4 separate regions of the Sus scrofa genome follow, and regions 1, 2 and 3 are each linked to region 4. The links are chromatin contacts, called in public HiChIP or PLAC-seq and promoter capture Hi-C maps. All regions are on one chromosome and are shown on one strand. The core of a region is the stretch at or near the end of the contact, and the rest is flanking DNA. Distances in the headings are between cores, read along the strand shown. Region 1 holds the start of DCAF10 (DDB1- and CUL4-associated factor 10). Region 2 holds the start of ZCCHC7 (zinc finger CCHC domain-containing protein 7). Region 3 holds the start of EXOSC3 (exosome complex component RRP40). Region 4 holds the start of ZBTB5 (zinc finger and BTB domain-containing protein 5).

What was found. Promoter capture Hi-C pulls out the DNA fragments that hold promoters and counts their contacts. HiChIP or PLAC-seq counts read pairs in DNA pulled down with a chosen protein or histone mark.
Region 1: a contact with region 4 is called in an H3K27ac HiChIP or PLAC-seq map of alveolar macrophages. The contact joins the promoter of DCAF10 here to the promoter of ZBTB5 in region 4. A contact is called at or near these places in 1 of 47 Hi-C or Micro-C datasets (heart right ventricle) and 1 of 2 datasets of contacts at active chromatin or transcription factors (alveolar macrophages).
Region 2: a contact with region 4 is called in an H3K27ac HiChIP or PLAC-seq map of alveolar macrophages. The contact joins the promoter of ZCCHC7 here to the promoter of ZBTB5 in region 4. A contact is called at or near these places in 1 of 47 Hi-C or Micro-C datasets (skeletal muscle) and 2 of 2 datasets of contacts at active chromatin or transcription factors (alveolar macrophages and skeletal muscle).
Region 3: a contact with region 4 is called in a promoter capture Hi-C map of liver, with 3 times the contacts expected there. The contact joins the promoter of EXOSC3 here to the promoter of ZBTB5 in region 4. A contact is called at or near these places in 1 of 5 promoter capture datasets (liver) and 1 of 2 datasets of contacts at active chromatin or transcription factors (alveolar macrophages).

What each region holds. Positions count from the first base shown.
Region 1 is chr1:238,565,618-238,569,025 of Sscrofa11.1, forward strand. DCAF10 (DDB1- and CUL4-associated factor 10) reads left to right here and starts at 1,996. Exons shown (of 8, transcript XR_002336817.1): 1 at 1,996-2,619. It overlaps LOC102166243 (a long non-coding RNA gene), which reads right to left and starts at 1,933. Exons shown (of 3, transcript XR_001306523.2): 1 at 1,781-1,933.
Region 2 is chr1:237,819,118-237,822,641 of Sscrofa11.1, forward strand. ZCCHC7 (zinc finger CCHC domain-containing protein 7) reads left to right here and starts at 1,558. Exons shown (of 10, transcript XM_021066106.1): 1 at 1,558-1,712.
Region 3 is chr1:238,540,189-238,543,441 of Sscrofa11.1, forward strand. EXOSC3 (exosome complex component RRP40) reads right to left here and starts at 1,568. Exons shown (of 4, transcript XM_001929006.4): 1 at 601-1,568. The coding sequence starts at 924.
Region 4 is chr1:238,175,917-238,179,219 of Sscrofa11.1, forward strand. It overlaps ZBTB5 (zinc finger and BTB domain-containing protein 5), which reads right to left and starts at 1,561. Exons shown (of 2, transcript XM_021066137.1): 1 at 1,318-1,561.

The DNA of each region.
Region 1 (3,408 bases), core at 746-3,245, 390 kb after region 4:
GTAACCTACGCTGTTGCTTAGAGCAATGCCGTATCCTTAACCCACTGCATGAGGCCAGGGATGGAACCTGTATCCTCACAGAGACAACTCCAGGTCCTTAACCACTGAGCCATGACAGGAACACCAGGAAAATGTAACCTTTTAAAGATGAGTTTTGAGAGGAGGGGGTGGGGGGCCTAGAAAAGAAAAAAGAGGAGGAAAAAATGAATTTTATTTAACTTACTGAGAAAGTTGGTAACATTGGTGAATAAATCATGGTCAAGGTTTTGTAGACAAAAAAAATTTTAGCCATTGACCATAACTTGGGAATCAAGCAGAGGGCGTTTATTAAGTAATTGTTGCAGTTAGAAGTTATAGGCCGCTAAGGGACATTATTTGTTAATTATAAAACAGACACCTATCCCTTACATGGGGAATATCTTCAAAGGAGTAGCTGCCTTGATCTCTGAACACAGGATGCTTGCTTCTTTCTCATTTTTCAGTCAGCTCATGGAAAGGAGAGCTGAGTAACTACTAACGTTACTGGTTGGAGGACTTGCTAAATGATTAGCCCTCTTTGAATCTCATTCCTTTCCTCCAGAGATCCTTCGGACTATCCTAAACAGTCATCAAATGGGAGCTTTCTATAACTCAGTTCTTGATCAATGCCTAGAAGGGTTGTCAGTTCTTCTACCTTCCTCTTTTTGTACCTCAAGCTTCCCTTTACTGAAGATCCTCCTTCCCTCCCCAACAAACACCCCAGTTCCAGTCAATCTTTTTCTGAAAACGACTTCTATGTATTTATCTTCAACATAAGTGATGAATAGCCTTGCATCTGTTATGCCCTTCATGCCTTGCTTGGCAGATATAAACAGGATTTATCCTAGGCTCCACTGCTTGTGGGGTTAAGTTGATTCAGGTCTCCAGCTTCCCTCAGTGATTCCTGGATGGACAGGTGTTCCTTCCTGCAGAGAGTAAGGCTTTGACCTTGATAAAATCTTTTTTTTTCCCCCTCAGGTTCTATTATTTATTTATTTCCTTTTTCTTTTTAAGGGTGCACCTGTGGCTTATGGAACTTCCTAGGCTAGGGACTGAATCAGAGCTGCAGCTGGCAGCCTGTGCCATAACCAGGGCAACACCCCAGATCGGAGCCTCGCCTGTGGCCTACGCTGCAGCTTGCAGCAACTCCAAATCCTTAACCCATTGAGTGAGGCTAGGGATTGAACCCCATCCTCACAGACACTATGTCAGGTTCTTAACCTGCTAAGCCACAACTGGAACACCTATTATTTTTTAAAATTTAATTTTATTGGAGTATAGTTGACTTAAAATGTTGTACTAGTCTCAGGAGTACAGAAGTCTTAACCTATTAGATCAAGTACCTGGGAGTTGGGCAGATCTCCAGAGCACTAGTAGGCCCCGTTTTTCCGGCACTGTACAGACCACGGTTTTTTGTTTTGTTTTGTTTTTTGGATAATACTCGTGGCATGTGGAAGTTCCCAGGTCAAGGACTGAACAAGCCACAACAGTGACAACACCGGATCCCTGACCCACTGAACCACCAGGGAATGCCACAAACCAGAGCTTTTTAATGTAGACGTTAACCTGAGTCCCTAGAGTCCCAGGCTCAGTAGGTAGTACACCATGGCACCTAGAGTGTGTGATTAGCACATAATATGGTCCTCTTTTCCCTTCGCTGGTCTCAGTGTAAAGCAGGGATGTTTAATAAACAGTACATAAGCATACCCGGCCTCTTAGACTGACTAGTTTGACAACCTGTCATTGACAACAGCATACTCACAGTGTCGCACGCTGTGCCCAGATCTTAACGCTACCCCCATGCAGCCCAGGCCCTGGGCATCCTCAGCTGCGCGCACACAACAGATAGTCATTCCCGATCTCCAATGGCAGGTCGGCTGCACCCGCAGTGGCCAGGTGTTCCCACTTTCTTGGTCCCCGGCGGATGACCGCCGAGGGGCGGTGCGCGTTTCCCAGCCGGCAGAGTTAGGCAGCTGCACGCCGGAAGTGGCGGCAGGAGCGGGAGCGCTGAGGTGTCGGCCGGCAGGGCAGTGGCCCGGGGCGGGGGGCGCTGGTCATGTTTCCCTTCGGGCCGGGTAGCCCCGGAGGGGACGAGGCGGCCGGGGCCAGGGCTGAGGAGCCGGCACCGCACGGGAGGCAGGGGGCAGCCGCCGGCCCGCTCCCTTCCCCTCCCGCGCCCCCTCAGCCGGGGGCTGACGCCGCCCCTCCCCCATCGCCCTGCGGGAGCCCTCCCCGCCCGTGCGCCCCCTCGCTGCTCCCAGCCGGGCGCGCTGGGGAGCTCCGGCAGCCCGGAGCTCTAGAGTCCTCAGCCGCTTCCGCCCCGGGAGAGCCGTCACCGCCCTCCCCGCCCCGCCGGCGACCCGGGCCAGACTGCCGGGCTGGACGCCGGTACAGCCTCGGCGCCGTCCTGGGGGTTCCTGGCGCCCGGCTGTTCGGGTGGCTGAGAGAGCGCAGCCTGGGCCGCGGGCTGTTCGTGGACCCGGCGCGGGACAATTTCCGCACCATGACTAACCTCTATGGTTCCATCCATCCCGCGGACTCGGTATACCTCAGCACCCGCACCCACGGGGCGGTCTTCAATCTCGAGTACTCTCCCGACGGGTAAGCGCAGCCCCTCGGAGGGTGGAGGCCCGCCTCGCCTGGCGCGGCTGCAGGTGGGCCGCTGCCCGGGTCCCGCTGGCTCGACCCGAGCTGGGGTTTGGGAGTCCGTTTAGGGCAGCCGGCCTTCGTGCCTCTGGCTCTTTGTGAAGCGCTGTATCGCTTTTGAAGGCCTCATCCAGCCCCTGGAGGTAGGTGAGCCCGTGCTGTTTGCTCACCTTCAGGACCAGAGCTCTGTGAAGGAGTGGTGCCTAAAGCCCCTCATCACATCTGTCAGAGCCAGTCCAGAACTAGGGTTTTCTGGTGTACCATAGATGCTTGGTAAACACACTTTGGATAAATGCCCATTCTTTCCCTGTCACCCTACCTAGGCTTGTTTCTTTCCTATCTAAATAAGCTTGATCAAGGCTAAGGGAGTCTGCAGACTCCCTGTACCCTGTGCCTGACTTGCCCTGGGGAGACAAGTCCGGTTTTCTTCGTTCCTTTGCTCCAGTAAGATACTAAGACGCTGCAGAGAGGTGTTTTGTGGGGCATCTGTGAAGTTCTGAGGCTAGACCGCATGCTTCTGTTAAGGGTATACAGCCTTTTTCCTGGCTAATTAGATATTCCGTGTTTGGCCTTGGTTTACTTTGAGCTATAGGGAATTTTCAAAGTGATAAATATTTTTTAAATCGTTTTGTGAGTACGTGGACAAGTTCAACAGCAAACAAAGGGGAAAAAAATTCACACATTTCCACCATGAGAGAACATAGATAATACAACCTTTACCTGATCAAGTCTTCTGGATTCCTA
Region 2 (3,524 bases), core at 308-2,807, 360 kb before region 4:
AAATCACCTGCATTCTGCTTTTCCAGGTAGACTCTAGATCTATGAGACCAGAGACTTTAAAAATTTACCACTACATCCACAAACTGATAGGACTGCCTAGCTCTTAACAGACGTTCAATAAGTGTTGGCAAAAATAATCATTAGAGGGGTTCCCGTTGTAGCGCAGTGGTTAACGAATCTGACTAGGAACCATGAGGTTGTGGGTTCGTTCCCTGGCCTTGCTCAGTGGGTTAAGGATCCAGCGTTGCCGTGAGCTGTGGTGTGGGTTGCAGACTCGGCTCGTTGCTGTGGCTCTGGCATAGGCTGGTGGCTGCGGCTCCGTTTGAAACCCTAGCCTGGGAACCTCCATATGCAGTGGGAGCAGCTCAAGAAAAAGCAAAAAGACAAAAAAAAAAAAAAAAAAAAAAAAAAGTCGTTAGAGTTCCTGATGTGGTGCATAGTGTTAAGGATCTAGCCTTGTCTCTGAGGTGGCTAGGGTTTTTGGTGAGGCTAGGGTTTGACCCCAGGCCTGGTGCACTGGGTTATGAATTTGTGCACTGCTGCAGCTGTGGCTCGGATTGGATTGCTGACCTGGGACCTTCCATGTGCCACAGGTGCTGCCACACACACAAAAAATCAATGTCAAGCTTATCTTTCAAGACTATTGTCAGAGTTCTCTGGTGGGCTTGTAGTTAAGGATCCAGCATTATCATGGCTGTGGCTAGGGTTTGATACCTGGCTGGGAACTTTTGCATCCCATGGGTGTGGCCAATCTCCCCTGCCCCCATCTTAAAACTCAAGACTGTTGCCAAGGGCCCACGAATTAATAAAATATTTCCTTATTTGTAAAGTTGTACAGTTATTAAAATATGGTGTGAGAAGAGAAACCAAGCCAGAGGCTCCCAGCACAATCCTCTAGAGGTTTCCAAGGGACCAGTATCGACTTCAGTGTTTAGCATGAGTGCAGCTTTTCAAGGTGCACAAAGACTTAAATCTGTTGCCTTGTATTCTAGGAAAAATAAGAGGCGGAAGCGCCCCAGCGTAAACTAGGTTCAACTTCAACCTTGAGATGTAAGTGACCTGCATAAGGTCACCTAGCTCAAGAAAGAAGTATCTAGAAGGCAACCTTTCTCAAAGAGGCTTCTCCCTTGCTGAGGTTCTCTACGTCCTCCAGCCATGCCGCCAGCTGCACCTGCCCCTTAGCCCTTACCTGGGTCTCGTGGCTCCCGTGCCACGTGGCATAAGGAAGGTGTCTCCTCCTCCCCCAGGTCAGGGAGGAGGCGGAGCCCAAGCTAAACCCCGCCCCGGAGCATCATGGGAGACGTAGTTTTTCTCGCGGGCACAAAAAGGCGCTAGCTTTCTCCGGTTTGGCTCGGTAAGCAGCATTTTTTCCGTGCAAGTCATTCAAACAAGGTGTTTCCCTATTACAGGTGCAGCCTAGACACTTCTGAAAGAAGTCGTGGCGGGGAAGGAGCAGAGCAAGAAAGGCAAACCGAAAAGACTCTCAGCTGGGAAGGGAAGGGGGAGTTTATAGTTGTTACGCATGCGCAAGAAGGCCCGCAGGGTGGGCGGGGACGGAAGACAACTCCTGGGAGAAGTGTTGTCCCCGGAAGTGCCTTCCCTCCTCCCGGGTCGGCGCGGACGCGGTTTCCTTACCTCATCTGTCCTCGCCCCTCCCCGTCCCTTTACGCGTTTTGGTTCCTGGTTGGTGCTTCCTGGTCGCAGCCGCGGCAGTGAGTATGTGTGACGGACCCCGAGCCGTCCACGGGCCGGGGACCCCTGCCTGCCCTCCGCCTCGCCCGCAGGGCCGTGGAACTAGCGCGTGTCCCCTCGCTGGCCTCCGCGTCTCCCGCCTGTCCCTTACTTGTGGCGGTACCCGGCTCCGCTCGTGGCCTCTCAGTCGAGCTCTGTCCCACGCGACTCAGCTGACTGGCTGAGGTGTCTGCTTCTCCTCCCTTCAAGGCCTGAGACTGTGGTTCAGAAAGAGCTTGGGCGCCCATGGCCTCGATGGGGATGGTGTTACTGCCTGCTTTACCCCCACTACCCTCTGAGAGTCCCCTGTCTTTTAGGGAAGCCGGTCAGTCATTTAAACCCGAAGGGAGCTCGGCCCTTGAGGATCCAACAGTCCTGGGCCAACTCCAGCCTCAGCTGTCAGAAGCAGCAGCTCTGGGGGCCAGAAAAATTTGGGCAGATGGCCCTCTTCCCCCATGTAAAACAAGGAGACTTGTTCCTTGATTCCTTTTATCCCTTACATCCAGGGAACCAGCAGTTAACTTCAGCTCTAACAGCTGCGGGTATGTGTAGTAGGGAAACTGGCTGAGTGAGAGCAGGCCGAGTTACAGCCGCGACTCCACTACCGACTCGCGCTGATGACTCTAGAAGTCTTCTCTTGAGGTTGAATTTACCTTTTTTTCAGGTTGCAGGGTTGAATTAGGAGATCTTTTAGGCTCTTTGAATAAATAAGCTTCTTAGATCCCGTTTCTGTCTGTATAAAATGAGAGCGTTCAATTGAATGACTTCGAGGTCCATTCCAAAACTATTGACTCTGTGTTTTGAATATTTAGCTTGTGTGTATATTTTCAGTTTTGTGATTTTGAGCGCAGTGCACTATCGTTTTCAGGAGAATCTGGGGGTGGGGAATGAACTAAGGAAGAAGTGGAAATGAGGATTGTAAAATAGCTCCAAGGGTAAGAGACTGCAGCAAAAGGAAAAGGGGCCTGTGGAAAAGATGAAGTAAGTGTTTTGAGATAGGATTAGTTATCCTATGAAGACTTTATGTCAGAAACAGCTGGATTTTTTCTGAATAAATTTAGCATTATTTTCTCCCACAAAAATCTTGTATCTGTCTGACTGTGTTTGTGTGAGTGTGTGCCTATTGTTTGTCACATTTGGATTCTCTATCCCATTAGATTTACCTCAAAGCGAAAGTCATATTTGAAGAGTGGACAGAAGTTTTAACACAAGTCAGTAGTGTTTCAGATCTCACTGTCAGAATAGCTCACTAAGAGTGAATCAGAAATTTTAAGTTGAAATAAAACTTAGTCTTTTAATCATGTTCTAATGAAAACTGGACTGAAAATCAAGCTGTGAGTTTGATTTAAATCACTTTGAGATGGATAACTATCTCATCAAAAGGAAACATTTAAGCTTAAACTTCTTTCAAGAGAAATAAAAGCGAAAGGTCTGGAATGATCAGTTGGTAGACTGTGAGCAGAAATACTGGCTTTAAAGATTGTATAGTAAAATCTGAGAGCTTAAATAAATCTTAAATTGTCTGGATTAAAAAAGTTGAGTGAATGAATAGTGTTCTCACTTTGCATGGTGAGAGCCTTTACAGTTATTCTTTATAGCTGTTTCATATTTGTTAAACCATTTTAATTCCTTAGAGAAGTTTTTTTTCCCAGATTGATATTTTAAGTTCTTAGATAAGGGCCATCTTTTTTTGGTCATGGCATTGCCATAGTCTTTGAGTACCAACTTGGGAGGCTCCTGGATGGTAAACTGACAAATTCAAATGTATGCTTTTCTTTCCAGTTAAAATTCTT
Region 3 (3,253 bases), core at 318-2,817, 360 kb after region 4:
TACTTTATTATCATTAGAAATACTTAGAAAATATTTGGAAATCCAAGTTTACCAATCAATACAAATCTTAAAACAAACTTGATCACATGCCACCTTCAGTAGAAGAAAAGCAATCACATGATAAGCTCTAAAGATTGCAGCTTCTAAACAGTATAATGTGTTCACTTAAGTCAGTATTCCACAACTCTTCTGTATCCTTCTGTTCCTGTATCCTCAGGAACTCCCTAGTTTTTGTTTGCATGAGTTCAGTGGTTTGTTTGCATAAGTCCCTGTGACATCTACTCATTGAGCCTGGTTCTTTGGGACCCTCAAAGACAAGTCTGCGGCTCCTTGACTTTTGGAGTTTTGAAGATAATGACGTGTCTCACAGCCCTTATCCCCTTATGTGACAAGATCTCCAAAATCCTTTCCTGGTCGCCCATCTCGGGTCACTTTACAGTTGTTCACAGTCCCCCTAAAGGAGTTGCGGAGGGTAAGCACAAGACTACGGTAGCTGTAGGCTAGCCTTAAAAGAGGGCTCCAGGGTCCCTTCTGTATTTCTCTCGAGGAGTCTTCCCAGCCCTCTCCCGGCCGTCCCACCCCTTCGGAGACCCGGCTCACCCGCTTCTGCTGCGAGTCCACCCAATAGACGCCACTGCCGCCGCCGCCGCCGGCCTCCTTGTGACGGAGGCGGCCGCACTTGGTGACCAGCAGCCGGTCGCCACAACGCCGCAAGCCCGGGCCACACACCACGCGCACCCGCGGGCGCGCTCCGGCGTTCAGGCGCAGCGGTCGCTCCCCTGCACCTCCTGGGCCTTCTCCGTCCTCCTGCTCAGGCAGCAGCAGCTCCTCACCCGGGAGCACCACCTGATCCAGCACTGTACGGGCTGCCCGCGCCCTGCAACCAGCAAAGGACTCCGCAGCATGAGCGGCTGGCTCAGCCATAGCGAGTGTAACTAAACAGTTTCCGGCTTCCGGGTCCGCGTCCAATCGCCAGGCCACCCAAAGCTTTCCGTTTCCGGCAGCACAGGCCTGTGGGACTTGAAACTACTGCAGTGATGCCTGACAGTTCTGTGCTCTCAGAGGTTGCCCCAAGGTAGCTATGATTGTCTCTAGCCGGCCGCTAATCCTGCGGTGGTCAGCAGGAGAAACGCGCAGCTTGAGTCTGTCGCGGAGCCTCCACTTCCGGTGTCTCGGATCGGACGGTGCGATACGAGACGGCGCCACCTTTGGTTCCCGGGGAGCCTTAGGAACTGAGCAGAGGTCCTTCTTGAGTTGGCTCTCCTTTCTGACTCTGCCCTCAAAAGGACCTTTACGAGGAAAAGTGTTTTCTTTTTCAGTATGAAATCTTTTTGGGTTTTGCTTGAGAATATATCTATTCACATAATGGAAAACATAGAGAAGAATAAGAACATAAAACGTGTTAGTCTTGCCGCCCGTTTGTCTCCCTTGCTAGATTGTCAGCTAGTTCCCATTGTTTGTAGCGCAGGTCCTGGCACGAAGTAGGTAATACCCGGTGAATAAAAGGAAGAATGAATGTTAACATTTTGATGTGCATTTCTACCTAGGCTTTTTTCCTCCCTTCGAATAGATACATATTGCATGCATATTTCCACATAATTGCGCTACCCCTAGCTGGCTTAGAAAAATCGCTAATGGCAGTTAAATCCTTGCTACTGCTTTCCCTGGAGCTAGCTTTAGTTGCCTATGTGAAAAGCAGTTGAATTCCAAATCAATAGCACATCAGCTCTGTTCTTCTGATTTTCAGGACTCTCACTTGAAATCATTTTCCAGAGTTCTCACTCGGGGCCTTGCTGTGACACAGATTCCATCCCTGGTCCAGTAACTTGCACATGCCTCGAGTGCGGCCAAAAAAAGAAAAAAAATTTTAAATCACCGTTTCCTCTGTCAACTGGCACCTCCAATTAGCCTTAGCCAAATAATCGTAGGAGTCAGAGCTCCTGGGGATTTGGGAGGGTGTGGCTCTGATCATATTTAAAAGAGATTACCTCTAATATACTCTCCATACTCTGTAAGATACTGGTGAGACACCTAAATAAGATACCAGAGGTCAACTGAAATGTAATTTTTGTTGTTTGTTTTGTAGTCAGTTGCTGTAAAAACAATCTGGTTGGTTACCTTTGCAGAAAGGATGGTGTAGATTATTTTTCTCTCCTCCCTACTCCAACCCAGTTCCTGAAGACCTGAATCCAGTAGGTATTAGGTGACCAAGACTAACTCAATCACGACTGGGCCAAGACCATGCCTGAATTGTGCTCAGTGACATTGGGTTACAGCCTGAGAGGTCAGGAAACGATCCCTGGATGGCCTCTCAGGCATCAGTAGAGGAGTCTCTGTCAGGAACTCAGCCCAGATACGGCTGAGGAGTCCTAACAAGGGCACTTCTGTGGGGGTGGCACGTGGGCACGCACATCCCTAAGTCCACAGACCAGAGGCCTGGAAAAGAGTGGTTACCTGAGACAGGAAGCTGAGGCCGGGAGGGGCGGGTCGAAAGTACCTCGTGGGCGGTGCTCTGCGCGACCCTCCCAAAAGGGCGTGCCCAGAGGGTGGGACGCTGGAAGGCACCCGGGAGGCGGGAAGGCAGCCTGGCCTGGGCACTGCGTGTCACCACGTAGGTGCTTCGCCGCCGCGGAGCCGTGTGGCCACTGGTGAGTAAGCGCGAAATGGGAGCAGCGGGCAGGCCCTGCATGCGGTTGCGTGGGAAGCCGAGGCCATTAGCAAGTGTGCGGAGTCCGGCTAGGAGCCGCGAACCCTGACGGCGGCACTAAGTGAGGCGTTGGGCCGCGATTGCGAAGTTCTTGTTTCCGAAAGGCGTGCTCAATGTTTTCTGGCTGTGAAAGTGGCTTCAGTGACTGGGGAATGCATAGGAGACCAGGGCCCGTGCAATCGGCCACGGACCTTCTAGCTCCTAGGCCGTACCTTGTTTTTGGCCTCCTTCCTGAGCCTTTCTGGCAGATCCTACCGAGTGGATTAGGCCTGCTTCTTGCCTGGGGGCCTTGTTGACCTGGAGCCAGTGCAGTAGAGGTGGTGCTGCACTTGACTGCCTCTGTGATTTACCTCTGCATTTCTCAGTATTTCCCTTGGGAAAATTACCAAATCGCCCTTTGGAAAGGTTGAACCAAACCTTGGCCTTCTGGACTCTTACCCAAAACTTCCTCTTTAGAAATCTTTGCTATTTGAGAAGTTGTTAAAGTGGTATCTCATGGCTGCTTTGCTTTGTTGATTGGTAAAGTTGAGCCTTTTTGTAGCTTTC
Region 4 (3,303 bases), core at 311-2,810:
CAAGCTGGCAGTGGTGGCACAGCCAGTCTTCCCAAGTTTCCTGGGATTTCCAGAGGGGGTTAAAGCAATAGTGGGAGGCCTTTCCTTGGTTTAGGGGCTTTTCTTTAAAATTCTCTTCCCTCACCGCTAATCTTTTAGCTTACCATCCTCACAACCCAAATCATAGCACTTCACTGAATTCAGTTTCTCCAGAAAATGAGGCATTCAGCCCACCTTTTCAAAATTATCTAAGGCACAACAGCCTATATAACGACAACAAATCATCATTGATGAGTAAGGCACAGCATTCTCTTCAACCTCTAAAGAAAAGATCCCAATGTATGTCATATCTTCTACCTACTAAAACAGAGAAGCATAGAAACACATTTTGGAAATATTTTTGCTTCAATTCCTGAAGGTGAAAGGTTTCTTACTTCCACTAATTAAAATTAACCCCAGAACCCAAGTATACCACTTAGCAATGAAGCTTTTACTGCGCCTTTATGTAAAAATTTTTTGCCAAGTTAAATATTCAGGATTTGTGTCCTATTCAGAAATTAGCTTCCACAGTATCGTCCACAAGGCCAGAATACAGACTGACTTAATAGCAAATGACCTTTTTGGAAGGAAAAAAACTAACCTTCAACTCCCCTTAGTTCACTGCCTAACATGCATAAACCTGTATGTCCTCCAAACAAGGGAGGAGGGGGACAGACTGTTCTTACCACTGCATCCCCTACACCTCCTAGCACGAAGCCTGGAAGCAGTGGGTTTTCAATAAATGCCTATAAACACTTTAGTCCTTTTAGTTGCGGCATTCCAAAACACTGGCTCCGCCCCTCCTGGTTCAGCCGCCGGTTCCCGATTCCAGCTCGCCTTGGCCTTGCTCTGGTGAAACGAAACCTCGTCGCTCAATGAGACCCAGGACAGGGGCAAGGAAGCCACCCGACCCCATTCCGCAGATTCTCTATTCACCCTGCCAGGGTGCTGGTCTTTCCCACGCGATCCCAGGAACCAACGTAGCCCGCCCGCAGATCAGAGGGGGCAAGAGCCCCCGCCCCACTCGGCGGACAGACAGCCTGGCGTCGGGACGCGGGGGACGCCTGCGCAGAACACGCCTCCCACCCGCCTTGGCCCCTCCGCTCTGAGGGTAACAATAACCCTCAGGAAAGACAGGCAGGGCAGACGCGGGGGGGCACCGGTACGCTTCGGCGCGCGCCCAGACACCTAGACAAGACCCTGATCGCGCCGCCCACCCAGCTCCCCCAGAGCTCAACTGTCTCCACGTGAGCGCGCCAGCGCGCGCCACCACCGCTCCCGCTGACAGAGTCGCCTCACCTGAGCCGGGCTCCGCCCCCCTTCTCGCTGGAGGAGGCGGTGACCCTTCTTCGATCCGACCCGACAGTGTGGCAGAAGACCGGAACGTCCAGGCTGGCTCCTCGGTGATGGGATTTCCTCCCTCTTCCGTCCACCCCGCCTCTTGTTGCCCAGCTCCTTCAACCCCTTCGCCGCGGCACTCTTGAGAACACCGCGGCGGCTGCACACAGTAAACGGAAGTGACGCAACGCGAGATCGCCTACTCCGCGGCATTTCTCGTCCCCTCCGGCAGGGGTGCAACCAATCAGAAGGGGAGAGGGCGGGGCCGGGACAGAAGTGCAGCCAGCCGGCGCGCGGTATCTGGAGGAATTTACTCGGCCCCCGGAACACTGACCAATCCGCGGTCCCAGGAGCCTCGCTGTGTTTACTACCGACAGAATCCGTGAGCTCTGTGACCAATCACCGTTTGCCTTACAACACATAAAACTGTTATCAAACGCCTTTGAAGGCGGGATTTATCACTAAGCGGTTCTAGATTTAGACTGTAGAAAAGCGACTGAGTGTGGAGGCCAATCCAGGCCCATTGTGGGTGAGACCAGCTGGTTTTCCTAATTCCACCAATCACAACCACGACTGCCTTTGGTCTGAGCCAGGGGTAAGGCGAGCCCGCGAGGTAGTGTGTGTCCCACCACTGGCTGGACTTGAAGGATTTCCCTACCTTCTCGGCGCCCGGCACTTCGGTGACCACCGGCTCCCTATGGGATGCGAATTTCCTTCGTGGGACCCACTCACGCACGGTGTCCGAGGTTGAGTTCCCATCTCGTAGACTTTGGAAGGAATAAAATATAATTTCAGGAAGCTATATAGGTTGAATTAAGACAAAATCCAAGCTAAAGATGTTGAACCAAAAATTCTGTTCATCTCACAGAAGTTGGGTCCGACGCAGCCCTACGTCCAATCTAGGTGCCAGCGTCTCGAAGCGCTGGTGCCTCCCGGCTCCCCACTGGCACTTTGCTCTGCATTACCTGCCGCAGGTCAAATAAGCCTGCAGTCTCCAGAACCAAACCTCTAAAGAACAGCATTGGGAATGTGGAAGGGTGGCGGACTTCGAAGTGACGCTCTCAGAAAAGAGTAAGCTCCGGGTGGCTTCCAGACCTCCAGGTGCACGCTCGGATGGAGAGGCCAAGCTCTGAGGGACACTGGCTGGAGGGCTTCCGAGGGCACCGGGCCCTGGGGCAGAAAGAAGCTCTCTTTCCCTGGGTGAAGAGGAGGCAAGGAAGCCTGGGAGGGGCCTTCCCCGACGGGAAGTGTAAGGGGCATGGCGCGACTCCAGAGTTTAAGGCAGGCTGGGAACGCAGCTTGATTCTTGGGGCGGCGGGGCGGGGGTGGAGGGAAGACAGACTATTTTTAAAAGGGAACACCCCACTTCAGAATGTGACACTCAAGTTATCTTTGCAGCTGATCTGTCCCTTCACTGTACAGGTTGGAAATGTTGCCCTCGAGGTTTTTTTCTTTAAGGCTTCAATGAGGTCTGATGGTAAATTATTGTTCATTAAGATTCCCTGACATTTTGTAGCCCTTACACGTATTTTATTGCCAGACTGGGTGATTGAGAAAAAAAACGGAATGCTGACAGTAAGCCAGGTAATGTGAGAAGTCTCTTCACCTATGTGACCCTTAGAAACATATGTGAGCTAAAATGTTATCTCAGATTTACAGACTGGCAAAAATTAAAAAGATTTGTATGTTCAGCACTTAGGAACGTGTTTGAAAAAGTCCCATCCTATATTGTAGTTTAGGAGTGTCATTGCTGCCCTCTGAAGATCACTTAGTATCTTCAAATTTTAAATTAGGCATTCATGGAGTTTCCTGGTGGCTCAGCAGGTTAAGGATCCAGCTTAGTCACTGCTGTAGTTGGGGTTCCACCCTGCCTCTGGCAGTGACAAAACAAAACAAAATTTCATTCCCTTCTAGCTGGCAATTCATTTCTGGAAATTCTACTTAAAT